Regions from separate parts of the Mus musculus genome. Here region 1 is linked to region 2. The links are chromatin contacts, called in public HiCAR-type maps. All regions are on one chromosome and are shown on one strand. Each heading gives the region's core, a stretch centred on a gene start, on an enhancer-like site or on the middle of the called end of the contact. The rest is flanking DNA. Distances are from core to core; before and after follow the strand shown. Region 1 holds the start of Clock (circadian locomotor output cycles kaput). Region 2 holds the start of Sgcb (sarcoglycan, beta (dystrophin-associated glycoprotein)).

Evidence for each region. HiCAR-type assays count read pairs that join an accessible place to other places.
Region 1: a contact with region 2 is called in a HiCAR-type map of astrocytes, with 6 times the contacts expected there. The contact joins the promoter of Clock here to the promoter of Sgcb in region 2. A contact is called at or near these places in 2 of 39 promoter capture datasets (hippocampal neurons and pre-B cells), 2 of 115 datasets of contacts at active chromatin or transcription factors (astrocytes and embryonic forebrain) and 1 of 9 other capture datasets (liver).

Annotation. Positions count from the first base shown.
Region 1 is chr5:76,302,417-76,306,301 of GRCm38.p6, reverse strand. Clock (circadian locomotor output cycles kaput) reads left to right here and starts at 1,510. Exons shown (of 23, transcript NM_001289826.1): 1 at 1,510-1,647; 2 at 2,800-2,878. It overlaps Gm7467 (predicted gene 7467), which reads right to left and starts at 1,426. Exons shown (of 1, transcript NR_152171.1): 1 at 775-1,426.
Region 2 is chr5:73,646,404-73,650,061 of GRCm38.p6, reverse strand. It overlaps Sgcb (sarcoglycan, beta (dystrophin-associated glycoprotein)), which reads left to right and starts at 2,325. Exons shown (of 6, transcript NM_011890.5): 1 at 2,325-2,387. The coding sequence starts at 2,349.

The sequences.
Region 1 (3,885 bases), core at 261-2,760, 2.7 Mb before region 2:
TAGAAAAAGAGAATGAATAAAGCCAAAACATTTGACCCAGGGAAAGCATTCAAATTCATTTGGCTGCAACCTATTTACCAGCCTCAGTACCCTTACCTCCTGCCCCTTTTTTACTACCAGTGATCAAGACACTAACTTGTAGATGGCAGAAAAGCTCTTATTGGTTTTAAGCAATAAAACAAACACATTCACGAGTTTATTGATTACTTTAACTGAACTTTCCAAAGGAATCTAGCCCACATCGATTTCAGCGCTCATGCATCTAGGCTATATCACCATGTTTTAATCTGTTTTCTGGTTTTTCCCTTCGTGGTGCCTGCTCTTTCATTAGTCACACAAGAAAAGATTATTTTCTTTCAGTATCAGGTTCACTGGGAAACAATCTTCTTGGCAGTAATTGCCAGCCTGAGACAGAGAACCCAAGGTTTCCTCCTCCACAGTGTCCTGCCTGGACCACAAGGACAGAGTGGAGAATGGGTGGGTTCAAAGGACGTGAACCTAAGCGAGCAGCAGATGGATTAGGACAGCAGAAACTGTGCCTTTCGATGGCGAAACGGTACAAAGACTGCCAAGGAAAGATTCTCCTGGCAGGGTTCTGGCTACGTAGCCAGGAATTTGAGGATTCTCCTCCTAGTTCACATTGCTGGGGGGGGGGGGGGGGGATCGCAGCTAATTCCTAGTTTTGAAGTTGGTTTTTTTTTTTTTTCTTTCCTGAATATACACCAAGAACTTAATTCTTATTGAGACAAACATTACCTTGTAGACAGGATTTTTGGAGCTAAAGAGTATAGGTTTATTTATTGCCTTCTGTTTGCTGTACGAGTTGATTTTTAAAAGAAATTGCTATGAATTAGCTTCTTTCCCAGTAATTCGGGTGCAGTAGCTAAGAAACCAGTGTAAACTAGGGTCCTGGTTCATCCGTAGCGCCATGCTCATCTTTTGCAGTGCCTCCTGCCTTTTCATAAAAGGAGCAAACACATCCCGACCTTTTGCTTCCCTGGCTACAGCCGAGGTCACTTGGGTCGTCCAGGTCCATCTCGGGGAGCAGCCAGCCTAGCGTGTCTCTAGGAGCCGGGAAACCGAGTCCCAGGCATCCCACGAACCTCCAGGAGAGGAAACCGAGCACTGGGCTGGAGAAGTCTAACTTGGCGTAGGCCAAGCTCTCTGCTTTCCCGGGGACAGAGGCACCATTCCAGGCGGCGGCTCCCACTGGTTGGGAGCGCCGCATCCCGGGGAACCGCGAGCCGCCCAGGGCGCTGCGGGCGGCCGCACCCTCCGCTAGGCCCCGCCTCCCGGCCTGCGAAGGGAAGGGGGCCTCGGGGCATCCCGGCTTCCCTCGGCGGCCGTGGAACGAGCTCACGCCGGCCTGCAAGAGTGGGATTTCCTCGGGTGCCCGGGATCCCCAGGCGCGGCTTCGGGGCTGCCTAACGGGGAAAGTCGCATGCGCGCCCGGCGCGCTGAGGGAAGGCGGCCGCGAGGGGAGGGGCGAGTGCAGAGCCTGGCCGGCCGCGGAGCCCCGCGCCCACGACGCATGCGCCGGGAGGCAGCGCAATCACGGACTCGGCTGGCGGCTACCGGCTGGAGAGAGGAAACCCCGGACGGCGAGAGCGCGAAGGAAATCTGGCCGCCGCCGCGCACGCGCTCCCGGTGAGTGCGCCCCACCGGGTGGGCCTCGGCCCGGCGCGCGGCGGGCGGCTGGCCTGGGTGGCGCATGCGTGCTCCCGGGTTCCGTGGAGGAGGGGAAGGCCGGGAGGGGGAGGAGCGCGGCGGTAGCGGTGAATTTTGAGGGGTGGGTCGGGGGCGCGCACTCGCCGCCCCTGGTGCTGCCGGCTCCCGGAGCCGTGGCGTGTCCCGGCTGTCGCCGCTCGGCTGTCGCGAGCCGCCGCGGGCAGAGTCCCGGGCGGGGGAGGGAGGAAGCCGGAGCCTCAGGCACGGTGAGGACGCGGGAGGGCGCGGGGGGCAGTGTGTGGGACCGGGGCAGGGAACAGGGCGCGGGGCGCCAAGGGGGTGCGGGCCAGGCCGGGAGGCAGGAGCTGCGGCCGGGGTCCGGGGACGCGGAGAGCGCGGAGCTCTGGAGAGTCGCGCTCAGCCGGGCCTGCGCCAAGTGTCCCGGGGCCGCTGGGGGTTACCTGCAGGGCAGGGGGGCGCGGTGGGTCCCGCGGGCCCCGGGGGTTCCGGGGCCGCGTCGCGCTTGAGACTGGGCGCGGGGTTAGCGCGGGGCAGGCCGAGTCGGCCGCCGAGAGCGCTCGCGCCCGGGACCCGCTAGGCCTTGTGACCCACTTTATTCCTGTCACCACTCGGGCACGTTTGGAGCGGCGCCCAATGGGGCGCTGGGGCGGCCAGCTCCTCCGCGGAGCCCCCGCCCTCGCGGCGGCCGGCGCGCGCCGGGATCCGCAGTCCGAGCGGCGGCCGCCGCCGCCCAGGGCTGGTTCCGTTAATGGTCCTGGTTCCGGGGCTCGGGCCGCGGGCTGCTCTGGGCCCCGGGTGTCCGACTCGAGTCGCGTGCGCCGCGCCGGGCCGCGCTCTGCCTGTGGGGCTGGCCGTCCTGGATGTGGTCCTGGCTGTCCCGGTACCGGGAGTAGCGCCACGAAGTTTGTATCTTTGTGGGGTGTTTTCTGCCGCTGTGGAAGTCCGAGGTAGTCAGCAGAATCCTGAAAGATGAAGGAAGAGCTTTGGCCTCTGACCTGACAGATGACAGATCAGGCCGTGGTGTTTTGATATTGCAATGCCGAACCACACACTGCATGAAGCCTTTCTAGATGCTTTAAAAACAACAGACTCTGGTGTTTTCTATTGCAGTGAAAGAAAAGCACAAGAAGAAACTTTTACAGGCGTTGTTGATTGGACTAGGGCAACGATTCCCAAAATCACCAGCAAGGTAATTTCCCTTGATTGCATTGTTGTAGTTTTAAAAGCGACTAGAGAAAATTACAGACCATCCCCATTCATATCTGATTGAAAAAAAATGAATAGGCTGTAACTTAATTCGTGACTGTCTCTGAGTCCCACAGAACACTTGAAATCTGGTTTGTTTTAAAATCTTAGGAGAAAGAAACATGTGCCTAGGTTAGCTTGAAGAACTGGCAGGATCACCTGTGAAAAAAAGGACACAAAAAATTGTCATATAGTGAAAGAAAGCTGAATTGTGTCCTGTTGTATGTGTAACTATATATAATCTATATGTCCATATTTGTGCGTGTGTGTGTGTGTGTGTGTGTATATATATATATGTGTGTGTGTGTGTGTGTGTGTGTACACATATAGACTACATATAGCCTGTGTTGCTCGTCAATATGAGGAAGTCCTAGAATAAATACTAGAAAACCAATAGTTATGGGAAAGGGTGGAAAATGAAATGCTTTATGTGCTTATAGTCTTATTCTTTTAATGTTTTATGGATTTATAAACAGGTTTTATAGGGAATTTTGATCATTCTCTATTTTTTTCTCTTAATATTTGAAAAGTAAACTGGAGAAAGTTTAGGTGAACTTGATTGTTGTTTACATTTTACGATGCTGAAATCACAGGCAAATTCAAAACTTGCTAACCCTTGATGACTGCATTTGGCGTTAAAGTTGGAATGCGCTTCTTTGGTAGTATAGTGCCTCCTTTTTATATTTTTAAAAACTATAGTTTTATAGTTTTTTTTTCCTTTCGTCGATCCCTACCTCAATGTTTACATTCTGTTTACAATAATAATAAACCAGTTTATTTAGCTGAGTGACTTTTCTTGTGGGAAGCTATTATTTTCTTCAAGGAAGTCAGACATGAACCCCAGTGAAATATAAATATATGTATGTGTATTTGAGTGTGTGTGTGTGTGTGTCAGAGTGTCTGTGAGTATATATGTGTGAGTATATATGTGTGAGTATGTACATGTGTTGT
Region 2 (3,658 bases), core at 1,076-3,575:
GGTATAATTCCCGTTAAAATAAGACTGCTGTGAGAATTAGAGACATTGCAAGCACACAGCACCCTCCAAATGCATCAGAAGGGAAAAAACTTCAAAACATCATTAGACATGACGAACACTACCCTTGTGGTTAATTCTGTGAATTGGTTCTCATTTTAAAAAATCATTTATTTATTTATTTATTTATTTATTTATTTATGCTCCGTATTTTATACCCCTCCCGGTCCACCCTTTGACTGTTCCACACCCCACACTTCCTCCCCAGCCCCACCCCTGTCTCCACGAAGATGTCCCTACCCTCTCCCTCCCCAACCCCACCAGACCTCTAAACTCCCTGGTGCCTCCAGTCTCTCGAAGGTTAGGTGCATCTTCTCTGACTAAACCGGGACCCAGCAGTCCTCTGCTGTATATGTGTTGGGGGCCTCATATCAGCTAGCATATGCTGTTTGGTGGTCCAGTGTCTGAGAGATCTTGGGGGTCCAGGTTAGTTGAGACTGCTGGTCCTCCTACAGGGTCACCCTCCTCCTCAGCTTCTTCCAGCTTTTCCTTAATTCAACCACAGGGGTCAGCAGCTTCTGTCCATTGATTGGTTGGGTGCAAATATCTGCCTCTGACTCTTTCAGCCGCTTGTTGGGTTTTTCGGAGGGCAGTCATGCTGGGTCGGAGGGATGGCTCAGAGGTTAAGAGCATTGGCTGTTCTTGCAGAGGACCTGAGTTTGGTTCCCTACACATGTTTGGTGGCTCATAACTGTAACTCCAGTCCTAGGGGGTCTAACAGCCTCTTCTGACCTCCACCAGCACCAGGCATGCAGGTGGTACATATACATATCTGCAGGGAAAACATTCATACACGTATAATATCAAATCTTAGAAAACAACAGCAGCCAGAAGAAGACACATTGGCAATGAGAACAAGTGGGTGACCTGTCAGTAACACCTCAGCAACGAGGAATCCAAGGAGAAGAGACCCATCTTCAGACAGTCAAGGTCCATCTGACTTCAGAAAAATCCATTATTAAAGTACCTATGTGGAGACATGTTAAAAAAAAAAAAAAAGCAAGGTGGGGCTTCTTATCTGCTTAGAATCTGGAGTGCCAGGCAGCTCTGGAAGACATTTAATAAGTTCCATTATTGTGAGTGATTGAGACTGACACAAGGTTAGAAACAGAGTAGCGCTAATCAGAGTATGGGGGCTCTGAAGAGAATGTGACATTTGGTGGGTTCTTGGGGGACACAAAGGAGTATAGCTGTCAGAGAAAAAGGAAACGACTTGAGCATAGTGAATAGTGAGGCACAGGAACCCAGGAGCAGTCAAAAGCCTTATTGTCAAAGTTGATAAATGGGACCAGAGCCAAGCTATTACCCAGACACCGCCGACTTTCAAACCTGTGGGTTGTGATTTACATAGTCTTCCTGACTAAAACGCAGGTTCGTCCCAGTGATAGAGCCAGGCAGTTTTAGCAGTTGGGGAAGAAGACAGGACCAGGCAAATGACCACATAGATACAGCTTATATCCGAAATCAGGCATGAGAGAGGGGGAAGGTTGGGAGACATTTGCTGTGTGTCAGAGTATTTAACTCCACAGCCAGCCAGCCATCAGAAGTAGGCGAAGCAGGGAAGCTGAGTTAGAAAAGCAAAATGACCCAGTACCTGGAGAGAAAAAGCTGAATCAGACATCTCCCTTGGGTGGCCTAGGGTAGTTTGTAGAAACTACTCATCATCTGAGGAGTTCTTGAACTTAGGATGCTACTCATTCTATTGTTTTCAACTTAATCAGTGCAGAGAGCAACCAATGTGCACCTGACTGTCTCCTGGTGCTCACTGTGAGTCAAGTTAGGTTCCTAAGGACCTAATATAGTCTCCAATATTAAATGGACAATCTGCCTCTAATGCCTCAAAGAAAGTGCCAGACTTGACTTCACAGGCTTCCAGAGGAGTTGAGGGGGAAGAGACTAGTTTGATTTAAGCTACCTAAAGTTTCCACTTGATCTGCACCCAAGTCTCACCCACCAGTACACTCAAATACTCCCTTGCAGTTTGTCACAGCTCAGGACAGGACAGTATCCCAAGACGGGGAGTTGATATAAAGGTAAAGGCATGTTTTGGATTTTGAGGGCGTCCTTTCCGAAGAACTTGAGGATGCCCCAGAGATCCTTGCCACACCCATGCAACCCGCGGGCGACTTACGGTCGTGAGGGACCGCCCTGCAAGGATGTGAACCTACACAGAATCTTGCCCACTCTGGATTTCTTTCGGGGGAGTGGCGAGGGCGTGACAGGGCGTGGCCATCGAGGGTGTGAGCCCCACCCCAGTGCCAGAGCGCAAGCGCGGGCTGCGGCGGGCCAAGATGGCGGCAGCGGCGGCGGCGGCGGCAGCGACCGAGCAGGTCTGTGAGCCTGCTGCGGCCGGCCGAGGGATTGGGAAGCCGGGTGGCCCGGGCGACCCCACAGAGGGCGGGGACGACGGAGGGCGCGAGGGCTGGGCTGGCGGAGCGAGGCGGCAGGGCGGGGCCGCAGGGCGGGAGCTGTCCGCAGCCAAGATGCTGGCGAAGGCCGGGCTGGATCCTGGGCAGCGGCTCCCGGCCGGCCAGAGAGCGGAGCTGTCCCTCTGCGGGAGTGACACGGGTCATGGCCTGCGGAGCCTGCGCCTGGACGTGCCTCTCCGCAGCCAGAAACCATGCGGATAAAAATAACGTCAGTCGGGGCCGGGAGGCTGACCGATGCCAGCCAAGTGGTGGTCAGCTGTTGCCTGGCGTGGATCGTGGCCAGGTCTTGCTTCTGCCATTCCCCGCCCACTGTGGTTTCTCGGAGATTCAGATACTAATATAAAACTGACCCGTGTCTAGTGGGTTTAAGATTACTTTTTAAGAAATGCGTTATCAAGTGTTTCCTGGTCTTCGTTGTGAGCCTAGAATAGTTTAAAGGCTTCCCTTCAGATATCAAGCTGTAACTTAAGCACGCACATAAGTGTGTGTGCGGGTGAAGTGTGTGAACACATGCTCGTGCAAGTAGTTGCTAAAGTGACTTATTATAATAAAAAGCTATTTTTGTAGTCACTTCTTTATTGTTGTTTCCCTTTGCAAATAACCAGTAAGCTGGTTTCTCTTTAAAAGTTTCATTTCTTCGAAATCACTGCGGGGAGAAAGTGAATGAGTGAAATTGATATGCAACGGGGGAATAGTTTCTTAAGTGGCTAACATTTTAGCGACAGACCTATTAAATATTCGAGGACTCATTCTAGGGGGTATGAAAAACAGACCTGAAATCTGCTAAACAAGCACGGAAATCCTCTATGACAATAGGCAAGTGGACTTGTTGGGAATGAAGCCATTCCTTGGTTTTCCTAGTTTACCCCTTACAGCCTCTGGGTTAGAGGGGTCTCAGTTCTTCTGTGCATGCATCTTGATGCTCTGAGCTTCTATTCTACCGGAAAGTTACAGTGGTCTGCCCACTTGGCTACCCTAACCAGAGCCGGCCTGCCTGAAGAGAGCTAAGGAGAAACAAGCATTGGGCTTAATGACCAGCTTCCCTCAACTTTATAATTCGAACATGAAAGGTTGCTTTTTGTGTTTGGGATCCCACTAACTTTGTAATCTATTCTGTTTGGGAGTCAGGGTAGGCCCCCCGCTGTGTCAGTCACTGGGTCCTGGCACTTCTG